Linked DNA regions of Zea mays: region 1 is linked to region 2. The links are chromatin contacts, called in public Hi-C maps. All regions are on one chromosome and are shown on one strand. The core of a region is the stretch at or near the end of the contact, and the rest is flanking DNA. Distances in the headings are between cores, read along the strand shown. Region 1 holds the start of LOC103632765 (F-box/LRR-repeat protein 3-like). Region 2 holds the start of LOC100381983 (putative RING zinc finger domain superfamily protein).

Region 1 (6,220 bases), core at 2,880-5,379, 210 kb before region 2:
CCGAAGGCTTCCACGTGAGTGGGGTCTAGGGAATAGATAAACCGAGGCAAGCCTTTCCACCACAAATGCGGGGAGGCTATTTCGAACCGGGACCTGGTGATTCGGTGAGACAACTCTCACCACTGCCTTAGATCTGCCCTTCTATGCTATTGATTTTATAGTTCTGCACAGATGCACAAAATTTGTGTCTTGGAGACAATGAAAGTTCAAAACAACAAGTTTCATGATGGGAGGGAGTATCTTACCTCTACTCAATTATGAGAGTTTTTTTAGTGAATGTCACTGTAGCCTGGTTAAAACCTATACTATTCTAATTTATTATGCTTAATAATTCTGCTACTTGTGGCATCGTCAATAAAAAGTATTAACAATATGAGTATGGTTTTGAAGGAGTAAGGCCAGAGATATAGAATGATGAAGTTATGACAATATTTATAAAAAAACAAGTGTTAACAATGATCTTAAATATTAGTATTTGCAATAGCCATGTTCTTATCATGGTAAAGCTCTGTTCATGCGAAAATATATGTTATACTCGATGCATTTAGTTAACCTAAGAAGGCCCAGATATGTGTTGAACTAAATGTGGTTAAGTCGCTGATCTTTATGATATTTGATTGCATGCAGATACAACAGATCCTTCACACTTTGGATCATCTCAAAGTGAACCTATGGAAGAGGACCATGTGACTGGACTTCCTTTTGCCATGATTGATGAAATCGCTGATGGTTCTCCTGCTTCTGTGGATGGTTTGCAACTTGGAGATGAGATTGTAAAGTTTGGGAATGTGGAAGCTGGTGATCAGTTGCAGGAAAGGCTCATGTCTGAAGCTCTTTCCAATGAGGACAGTCAAGTATCTTTAGTCATCATTCGCCAGGGATCAGCGGTGAATTTAACAATTACACCAAGGAAGTGGCATGGAAGAGGACTTCTGGGGTAAGCTCTACTATACTGGGTAGTGAGCGTCAATCCTTTTATTACCTTTCTAGTCAATACAAAATTTCATAGCTGAACAACCCTTTTTAAGAACTTTTATGGATGTGTGTCATCTAGCTGTGGCTGTGTTTATTTTATTGCCATGGTAGGTCTTCCAGTTAGTCATTTCACCATTTGATGCTAATGTCTCAGCACCTGGAATTAAAGCAATAATCGGGGGCTGGCAAGTTCTTTTGTTTACTCCTGAACAAGCTACATGATCATTGTTCCCTGGCTGATGGCTTTGTTAACTCCAAGTTGGTTTCTGGTCCTTGCAGGTGCCATTTCAGAATGCTATGAAGAGTCCGTCGTTCTTCAGCAGGATGCGTTGGTCTATCATGCTTGCACTCGTGGAGAGTGGAGACGGCTCTAGCGATGCCATTTCAGCCGCAAAGTGAACTGATTTAACCGAATGTGTGACATCTTCCAAAATACTGGTTGCGTGTACTTAACTTGTGGAGCGCTTGAAACATACTAGTGTACCAGGCTGCCTGTGTTGAGACATTTTACTTGTACACATGGTCGGTTTTCGTTCTTCCTCGCTTGCGTATCGGTATCGCACACCAACTTGAAATTGAAAGTCGTCAACGTTCTTCTAGTTCATACGGTCAGGACCCTGAGTTTGCATCAATCAACAGCTAAAAAAGGGCCATATGCTAGCGATGCAAGTTTGAATCCATGAGCAGATTAGGGAACCTTTGGTATCAGCTCTACACCTTCTGTAGGGATGTTTCTGTCACGCTTGAGAATAATATATGAGGCTAACAAAAGTACTAGGCTATGCTATTGTGCGGAGTATGGACAGAAGAAAAACGCCCGACGTTTGGTGCGGCCAAATGAATTGAGAATAATGAAGACGTCACTTTGGCCTCCAGTGCGACCACCAACCGTTCGCCTGGAAATTTCATACAAAATCCATGGCATCTGTACGGCTACTAGGGTATGACATGATAGTGTGTAGATTCCCCATTATTAAACTCACACGCACAGGGTTAAACTAATTGATTCTGCTGATGGGAAAAGTTAGCCTAATTGATTCTGCTCATACAAGACGAGCAGTAGTTGCTTTGACCTGTACTGTTCCAAGCTTGAAGCAACGTTTGCCGCGTGCAATTTTGTCAAACCATATCAGTCACACTCGCGCCCTCTGGTTTGGACTGCAGAAATTGCACGGAAATTAGTGTACTGGAACCCGGATGGTTCTGCTCCATCCGTTCCAAATTATACTGCGCTAGTATATTTTTTCAGGTATAAATAACTTTTACTATATACTCCCTCCGTTTCTTTTTAGTTGTCGCTGAATAGTTTAATTTTGTACTATCCAGCGACAACTAAAACGAAACGGAGGGAGTATCTAGACAAGACAAAACGTCCTATAATTTAGAACAGAGGAAGTGTATTCTAGATCTCGTATACAATTTAAGGACGATGGAAGTGCGAATATTGGGTATATACCGTGGTCTGGTGGTCTTTCTTTGTCAGGTGTGTCCCCCACACTGCCACACATTTTGACTCAAGGTAGGCTTCAATAAATCGATGGTTTCCTGATGCAGAAGAGCAAGCTGCAGAGGTCGCGAAGATGCATTTTGGAAAGTCCTTTGATCGTCTTCCTTTCGAATGTTCCATCAAAATAAAACCACGATGCTATCAAATCACCCCCCGCTCCTAGATTGATCACACCAGGGCAGGACAGGGCGAGTTTCGAGTTTTGTAATAAATACATCGACTTAAATAGAATAAACTGATGTCGAACAAATATTAAAATATTATACAAATTTAATATTTTCTATAGCTGTGATCAACAGAGAGTTCGATTAACTTGGCGCTTTTGTAAACTTGTTTGAAATTTCAGAAGCAAGATACAAAAATTCCCAAACTATACTACATAGATCCGTACCACGCTCAACGGCTGGCTCGTCGCGACACCTTGCTGGTTTAAATAAATGAACAACACAAACAAGCGACACGAATAGATTATCTCGACAAAACCATGAACATGGACAAGACGAGAAGACATGAGCACTTCTGCTTTTATCTCTTACCTTCTTGGCAGCAGCAGCAGGCTGTGTTGCGTCCCCCGCCTTGGGCTGCGAGTCCAGCGATGGCGTCTGCAGCAGATCCGTGGTTTCTTCGTGCAACAGCAAATGAAGGGTCTGTTTGGAAATACACTCTTGAAATACTGTTGTTTTAAGATACCATAGTTTATAACTATAAGAGCTAGTTTGGGAGCTCAATTTTCCTAAGGGATTCTTATTTTCCCAAGGGAAAATGAACTAATTTCCCTTAGAAAAATGAAAATCACTTGGGATAATGTGGTTACCAAACTAGCCCTAAATGACATAAATACCACGGTATTATTTTACCACAGTAAAATCATAGTATTGTTTAAAATCGAGATCTGTTTAGTTACATTAAAAAAACAAAGTACATGTAGAGATAAGAGAATAAAACTGAGGTTTTGAGAACTCAAAAAATATCACGGTTTTAAGTAAATCATTATATTTAAAACTGTGTTTTCCTGTACAAACAAAACACCTCAGTCCTTTTAATTAGTGGATTATTGAATTTAGACGCACAAAGTATCATTTGATTCAATGAGGGCAATCTCAGTTTACCTCCCTCAGCCCTACTGATGCTACTAACTAAAATTGAGATTGATGCGCCACCCTACCTTGAGGCAGGAGATGTCGAGGCTACGCAGTTGGGGGCACTTCTTGGCGAGCATGTCGACGCCGATGTCGAAGATCTCGTGCCGCCACTTGAGGTTGAGCCTCTGGAGCCCAGGGCATCCGACGAAGACCTTGGTGAGCCTGACATAGGTGATGCCGAGGCACTTGTCCATGACGATCTCCCTGAGCTTGGTGGCCGCGATGAGGGTGGTCATCTCCCTGTCGCCGACTGTGACGCAGTGCGAGAGGTCGACGGAGCCTCGGCATGCGCGCTACGAGTGCCTCTAGGCCGCACCAGCTGACGCCGCTGACCCACGCGAGGCACACCTGGCGGACGAGCAGCGACGACTCCTCAGGCAGCGCTGCAGCGAGGGAGGTGTCGTCGAGGCCCGCACACGCGGAGAGGTCGAGCGTGGACAACGCGGGGAAGGCGAGCAGCGCCCGCGGGAGCGCCTCTCGGCGGAGTTCCCACTTCCCACGCGGCGCGCGACGGGACACGGATGTCGATTAAATTTAATATGTTATTTGCATTCCATTGTACAATCTATTCAATATTTTGATTAATTATTTAATTAAGATTGTATATACTTATACTTAATAATTGCTAATAAAATTTTGATCAATTATTTAAAAGCAATAAACCTTACATTATTCACTACACTTGCTGAGCGCTGAACGTATGTGAGCTTACTATTGCTATAATCATAGCAGGACAAGAACATGTACCGCTAAGACTGTCGTCTACTAGTCAACTACATACGATCATTGTCGTCATATGATATATTTACTTAGCTATTTTTGCACGGAATTTTATTATATAATAAAGTTGTTGCATTGATTTCTGTACTATGAATTATTATATGTGTGAGATTTAATCATAACACATATTTAAGACGTGTCTGAATTTGATCTTAAATCCCATGTGACAGATATATATAGTCCGGCCGGCCGACCGGGTCAGGAAACAACAACATATGCATATGCACGGGGCACCATGCATCTCATCGATCAGGGATCCATGCTTGCAGCGTTTGCTGATGACCTGACGAGCTAATCGCGCGCGGTCCGGCGCTCCGCATGATTAGCTGCACCAGAGGTTTGTATAGCACTATAGACGTGGCACCTACCGCGCGCGTCCGCATCACCTCTCCTTTCCCGCCCACCGCGGCGCGCGTACGCACGGCACGTATACCAATACAAAAGACAGGCAGCCGCGGGCGCCACCTGCTAGCTAGCTGCTAGCCTCCTAGTACAACACGCTGCATGCGGCCGCTACCGCGCGCTACTTAACCGGCAGGCTCATCACCTGCTCCCGCCCATCCGAATCCGATCGCCTATCGCTTTCGCTCACGACATCGTCACAAGCTCACTTTAGGCCGGACGCCTCGCCTCGCTAGCGCGGCTAGGTGTAGGCTACCTCGCTCGCTCCATGCCGGCGGCGGCGGCTCCCCGCGTGCCCGGCGCCGCCCGGAGGCTGGGCAGGGACAAGCTGGAGCCTCCTACCCCAGCGCGAGGACAACGCCCCCGCGGCGGCGGCCGACAAGGCCAGGAGGAGGCTGCTACCGACGTTGTCGTTGGCCCCGTCCCCGACAAGGGGCGCCGCGGCGGCGTCCACGCTGCTGCGCCATGGCGCAGCAGCAGTGTCGTCTTCGCTCAGCGTCTCGTGCGCGTCGGAGGCGTCCACCGAGTCGTTCTGCAGCCGGGCGTCCACGGGCAGGATCGGTCGCCGCCCCGCGGGGCCTCCACGGCGGAGGGCGGCTGCCTCTGCCGGTCCTCCCTCCGCGCGGCCGGCGGCGTCCAGGAAGCCTGCTGGCAGCGTCATCGTGCCAGGCGGTGGTGCAGCCACTGCTCAGGTGGTGGTGGTGCCGCCGGTGGTGGGCATGTGGAACGGAGAATCCATCGCGACGTCGGCGAGGCCGGTGAAGTGCCCATGGGTTACCCCTAACACTGGTACGTAGGTGGTCAAAACAAATCATGCGTTTTATGGCATTTCCGGTAAGCACTACCGGAATCAATAGCTTCGCCGAGTGCCTGAAGCACTCGGCGAAGCCTGAAAAACACTCGGCAAAGGTTTTCCCGAGTGTAACGCTCGACAAAGAAGGCTCGGCAAACAGTGCATCGGCAAAGACTTCTTTGCCGAGTACTTTTTCTCGGACACTCGGCAAATATCTTTGCCGAATGTCAGGGAGCACTCGGCAAAGAAAAGCGACCGTTACGGCGTCGGTTGACGGAGACAGCGGCTTTACCGAGTGTCAACGATGACACTCGGCAACGAAGATATCTTTGCCGAGTGTCTTCCTGGCAGCACTCGGCAAAGCCGCCTTCTTTGCCGAGTGCCAGTTTGGACACTCGGCAAAGAGCCCGCCAGGGAGGGTCCCCATGTCAGGCTCTTTGCCAAGTGTCCCAATTGGCACTATGTGTAGACACTATGTGGAATCAAAGAGTTTCAATGTGGATCTCTTAGATTTCTACACATAGTGTCTCACAACTTTCTCCAAACATTATAAAATTTTTATCACAGCATGTACATATGATATCATGACACGTGGACAAGTTTCATGATTTTCTGACTTTG
Region 2 (5,767 bases), core at 1,735-4,234:
GCTAGAACTTGATAGAATGCAACACTTCACCCAACCCAGGTCCTCACTGCATGGAAACTACTAGCACTTGGAAACTAGTTTGAAATAAAACCTAGTTTCACTTGAGGAACTTGTTCACAGCCCAAGAGGAGATGGACAAGGAGGTTTTTCTTTGAACGCAAAAAATGGGAACCTGTTGAATATTACCTTTGGTACATATACGACTAATAAATAAACTATTCTTGCTGCACAATGTAGAATGTAGATAGAAACTATAAATATATATATTTCCTATCATATCATCATTTAGCTTCCCTCATTTTCAGCATACTAAAGGAGTACATGATTGTTTTACATATTACACCCAAGACAAAATAAGAAGACAGTTTAAATCATTCTTCAATGTCATTCATTGAGATTGAAGTGATGGTTAATAGCCACTAAAAGTAAAGGCAAGATATACTTTTGTGGAAAGGTTCAGCAATCAAATCAGCTGGTAGCTGTATCATTGGTACCACTAAATGCTGAAGCAATCAGTAGCAATATAAATCACTATTCACTAGTGTAGAACTCATAGATAGTAAGCATAGTAGCATGTTCAGCTTGCTCCACTATGGCCTCCTTCTCAAGCAAGGTTTTAAAGTCGTCCGACTAATCGCAATTAGTCGCGATTAGGCGGCCTTATCGCTGGAGCAAGCTCGATCAGGGTCTTTGACTCGACTAGGGCGACTAGGAAGCGATTAGTCGTCCTAGTCGCTGACAAATCGTGATTAGTCGTTCGACTAGTGTTATGACCGACTAATTTTGTTCGTTTTGGGCTAATATTCGGTCTCTTTTCTATGGACCGTCCCACCATCTCTAAAGGTCTAAATACACTGTTTTGCCCTACCTCGAGTCCTAGATACGCAACACTGTGGCCGCCGCCACCTGTACGCGGCGTGCGCCCTGCTTAGCGCCACCGCCCTTGCTCCATTGCCCCATTCTCTAGCGCTGTCACCCTCCTCTCCCTCCGCCCCTGCTGTGCGTCCGTTGCTCCATCACGTGGCTGCCCCCTCCATCACATGGCTGCTGCAGAGGTCCTCTGCTCGAACCTCAAGTGTGTGGCACCTTTGCTGCAGCCTCCAGCGCGTGGAGCCCTTTTGCAGTCGCGGCCATTCTTGTGAATTTTAGTGAAAATATGCTGCTACAGTTATATTGTCAATAGATCTGCAATAGTATTGTTTTAATGCTATCCTGTCTTTATACTAAAATGGTATTTGCAATGTAGTGTCCTCTTGTCCTGCATTTAATCTTATGACTTGCATTTGAATTTTGAACCTATGGTGTTGCTACAGCTATATATATATATATATATATATATATATATATATATATATATATATATATATATATATATATATATATATATATATATATATATATATATATATATATATATATATATATATATATATATATATATATATATATATATATATATATATATATATATATATATATATATATATATATATATATATATATATATATATATATATATATATATGGTTCTGATATAGGTGGACGACTATAGGAGTCGACTAAGCTCGACTAATCGAGAAAATTTACAACTTATCACGATTAGTCACCTTATCGGTGCTCAGGCGACTAGAGTCGACTTTAAAACCTTGTTCTCAAGCACCGGGCATTATGCATCACCAACATAATTTGATGTATATGGGAAATGTAATGGGGAAGATAAATTTGACATGCCTAGACTTCTAGAGTGAAGGGGAGATTGTATTCCATAAGAATTTTTATTCCTTTCTTATCATGAACATCAATTAGACTTTCTCGTCTCCTTCTGTGTCCATAAACAACTAACTTTTGCCAACTTTGTACAAACCACTCAGCACACTCCACACCATATTCAGCTTTTTTGTCCTAATTTTATACATTACTGCAGTCTTCGAGAAGAATACGGATTGGAACAAAGAAATGATAAGATAGGAAAATTACCTGCAATTTATTAACAAGCACCCAGATTTTCGCGAAACATACATCCTGCACTTGGGGCACCTCTGCCATTTCTCCTTGTCAGCAAGTTTCTTAAGCATCAAATCATTCTCCCCCTTCTCGTCATCCCCAAGCTTCCTAAATTCCTTGCACTCGATCCCATCGTGCCATGGCACATGGCAGCGAGCACAGAACAGCCTGTGACAGTGGGGACACTCTGTTTCCCTGATCTTCGCCGAATCATCATTTAGTAACAGTGCCGAGCAATCCTTGAACGGACAGTAGAACTTATCATCACCCAGTAGCTCCTCGCACAGCACGACACTCCACCGGTCAAATAGTTCAGGCGGGATGATATCCCGACACAGATCCATCTCAATAAACCCCGTCTCACACGCGGGGTCAGGGCACCCGATCACGGCTACGTTGTCGGCTACCTTGCCGGCGACATACCTTCCGATGCAACTGTTGCAGAACGCGTGAGGGCAGTGACTCACAACAAACTTCTCCGCAGCCAGAACCATCTCGAAGCAGATGGCGCAGTTGAAGCGGTTGCGCGTGGACCGCTTCATTTTGGAGTCGTTCGTGTCGTCTGCCACATTGCGTCAGATCAGAGAAATTAGGCGAGATCCAAGTGAATCGTAAGCATCTAGGTATTGAGATTTCAATGCTCAATTCGAAATGTGACACGTACCTTCTAGTTTAAGCTTGCGCTTTCTTTTGTGATCGATAGGAGTTTCCTTAGGGGTGGAGGAGGTACCGGCCTTAGGGGTGGAGGAGGCACCAGTAGGGTAAGAGGAGGAAGCGGAGCAGGCGGCGGCCGTCTGGGCGCGAGAGGTATACAGGGAGAGAAGAATGGTCTGCTGAATCTGGACCTCCTCGGGGCTATAGGACTCGATGAAATAGGCGTGCCCGTCTTCCTCGTCCGAGGAGATGTAAATCGGGAAGTGCGGATCCGCGGCGCCGGTGGCGGAGGCCTCCATGGCCGGCGAGGGGTCGTGCAGTTGTGCTGCTGCTACTGGAAACCGTTGATCAGCCACCCGCGGTCTTTTAGGGTGTGTTTGCCATTTGGCCCAGCAGCATGTTGTTTGACATTTGGCCCAGCAGCCTGCTGCGCTTCCGAGACCGAGGGGGCGATATTTATTTTTATTACCCTTTTAGAAACATAAACTATCTTTATAGACCAATACAAGTCTTTTGTGTGCATTTTATTCTCACTCATATGCACCCGAAAAGATTTACCAGTTGGTCACCCATTCTAAAATTGCTCTGGATCACATACGCTTAACCCCGAGGTTCTTTCGAGACAGTCTTTCGAAAAGCGAGATGAACCTTATTGGTATGAGTATTTTATCAATCCTATTAAGCTATGGGACAGGATATCACAATCCACCCCCTTAGAAGATCGACGTCTTCGTCGGTCAACCCCGAACCAGAAACCTCCCCTATCACGTCTATGTCTAGTGTCGTCATATGACATTCCATGTGACCACTTCGAACCCATATAAGTCATGCGTTATATACCAGAACCCTTAGCCTACACACGTGCGTGAAACCGCGAGGGTCAGCTCTGATATCATTTGTAACACTCTGTCCACTCTTCGACCGGCGGTACTTAATCCCGGCAGCCCTCAAGGATCATAGATCATCCCCACAGATCAACACGAGTCATTTGTGCACACTTTGTTCTCACTTGTGCAAATCCGAGAAGACTTTCCGGTTGGTCACCCATCCCAAAATTTATTTAGGCCAAACACGCTTAACCTAGAGGTTCTTTCAAAACAGGCTTCCGAAAAAAGATGCACCTTGTGTGTATGAGTACACTATTAATTCTATTAAGCAATGGGTCAGGATATCACAATTTTATTCCATTTTAGTCCTTAAATTGCTAAATATGGAAAATAAAATAGAGTTTTAGTTTTCTTATTAGGCAATTTAGGGACTAAAATGAAATAAAATGGAGGGACTAAAAATTAGCCACTAGAAGCCAAACACCTTCCTGAGTCCAACAAAGGACCTAAAACCTGACTTAAACTCAAAATAGGTGCTAAATACACAATGTTTGGGTCACACCCGGATTTAAGGGTAAATCTATACGCATCTCATATATGTGCCAGAAACAAGATCCACACATACAATGACTCAATGTATAGAGAATAATGTCATAATCTTTATTACATAATGAGAATGTCTTACAAAATAGTTGATAATGACATAAATATGTCACACCCGCTTTCAGAAGGCAACCCGAATGCGAACCATGTACGTGTCAGGATCAGAACTCACGTACACAGCAATTACATAGATGACTCATCATCGCACAATGCTTTGAATAATCATAAAGAGTAAATAATATTTTTTACATACATGAGTCATAAACATCATTTATAGCTTTGAATAATCATAAAGAGTAAGTAATATTTTTTACAAACATGAGTCATAAACATCATTTATATCAAAGCGCACATAATAGAAACGTAGCCAATGTAAATAAACCCACCACATGCAGCTGACTGGGGAGATCGCTAGCCTAATCCTCAAAACTCGTTGAAGTCCTTGAACTCCTAGAGATCGGCCTCGATGCCTTCTTCTTCTCCTTTACCTAAGCATAGGTTGCACCAAAGGCAACCTGGTGTTTTCTGAAAGCAAGAGTGAGTAAGTATCAACGTACTTAGCAAATGCCCCTTTGGCTAAGGTGGACTAGCTTTATGTGGAGTTAGGCTCAAAGAGTTGCTTTTAATACAACAAGTTTTATCATTAATATAATCCAGATTTTAACATTAATCCCAAGTTATCAACCCATAAGATATTTCCTCCTAGAGGAAATATCAGTACATGTATTCATGTTCATCATAACCAAAACCATCATCACCATCATCAGCATCAGTACATGTATTCATGTGCAACAACCTTTTCCTAAATGATTTTGGTGGTTGAAATGCCCAACACAAATTATTGGACTAACTAGTTTGCTCTAGATTATATGTTCTACAGGTGCTAAAGGTTCAACACAAACCAATAAAAAATTAAAGTTGGGGTTCAAAAGAAAGAAGCAAAAGAAACCGAAGAGTACCCTGGTCTGGCGCATCGAACTGTCCGGTGTGCCACCGGACAGTGTCCGGTGTGCCAAGGTCCGTACAGGCTGAACTCTCCACCTTCGGGTTTCTAGACAGCCGCTCCGCTATAATTCACCGGACTGTCCGGTGGGTCACCGGACTGTCCGGTGTGCCAAGCGGAGCAATGGTCGCCAGCACAACGGTCAACTTCAACGGTCGGCTGACAACGTGAACAGTGCGCAAACAGTTCACGCAGAGTCAGAGCAGCGCCAGAAGGCGCACCAGATAGTAAACAGTGATTGTCCGGTGCAGCACCGGACTGTCCGGTGCACCAAGAAGTCAGAGCTCCAACGGTCGAAACCGTCAGAATCCTAACGGTTGGGTGACGTGGCTGGCGCACCAGACTGTCTGGTGTGCCCATCGACAGCGGCCCTTCCCAACGGCTGTTTTGGTGGTTGGGGCTATAAATACCCCCCAACCACCACCATTCAAGGCATCCAAGTTTTTCAACCATTGCATTTAATACAAGAGCTCTAGACTTCACTCCAAGACACAAACAAGAGATCAAATCCTCTCCCAAGTCTAAAATCAGTCCAAACACTTAGTGACTAGTGAGAGAGAGATTTTCGTGTTCATTTGAGTTCTTGTCGCTTGGATCGCTTTCTTCTTCCTCCATTCTTGTTCTCAAGACACTTGTAATCAAAGCAAGAGACACCAAAAAGGGGGAGATTGAAAGG

What was found. Hi-C and Micro-C count contacts between places; a contact is called where the count stands out from the background.
Region 1: a contact with region 2 is called in a Hi-C map of leaf, with 7 times the contacts expected there. The contact joins the promoter of LOC103632765 here to the promoter of LOC100381983 in region 2. A contact is called at or near these places in 3 of 25 Hi-C or Micro-C datasets (ear, leaf and tassel).

What each region holds. Positions count from the first base shown.
Region 1 is chr7:121,023,059-121,029,278 of Zm-B73-REFERENCE-NAM-5.0, reverse strand. It overlaps LOC103632765 (F-box/LRR-repeat protein 3-like), which reads right to left and starts at 4,129. Exons shown (of 3, transcript XM_008654497.3): 1 at 3,648-4,129; 2 at 3,019-3,129; 3 at 2,786-2,906. The coding sequence starts at 3,860. The coding sequence ends at 2,853. It overlaps LOC103632764 (probable GMP synthase [glutamine-hydrolyzing]), which reads left to right and starts at 4,978. Exons shown (of 5, transcript XM_008654495.3): 1 at 4,978-6,220. LOC100272678 reads left to right here. Exons shown (of 5, transcript NM_001147135.2): 4 at 628-937; 5 at 1,255-1,493. The coding sequence ends at 1,276.
Region 2 is chr7:120,814,002-120,819,768 of Zm-B73-REFERENCE-NAM-5.0, reverse strand. It overlaps LOC100381983 (putative RING zinc finger domain superfamily protein), which reads right to left and starts at 2,984. Exons shown (of 3, transcript NM_001174753.1): 1 at 2,669-2,984; 2 at 1,978-2,566. The coding sequence starts at 2,957.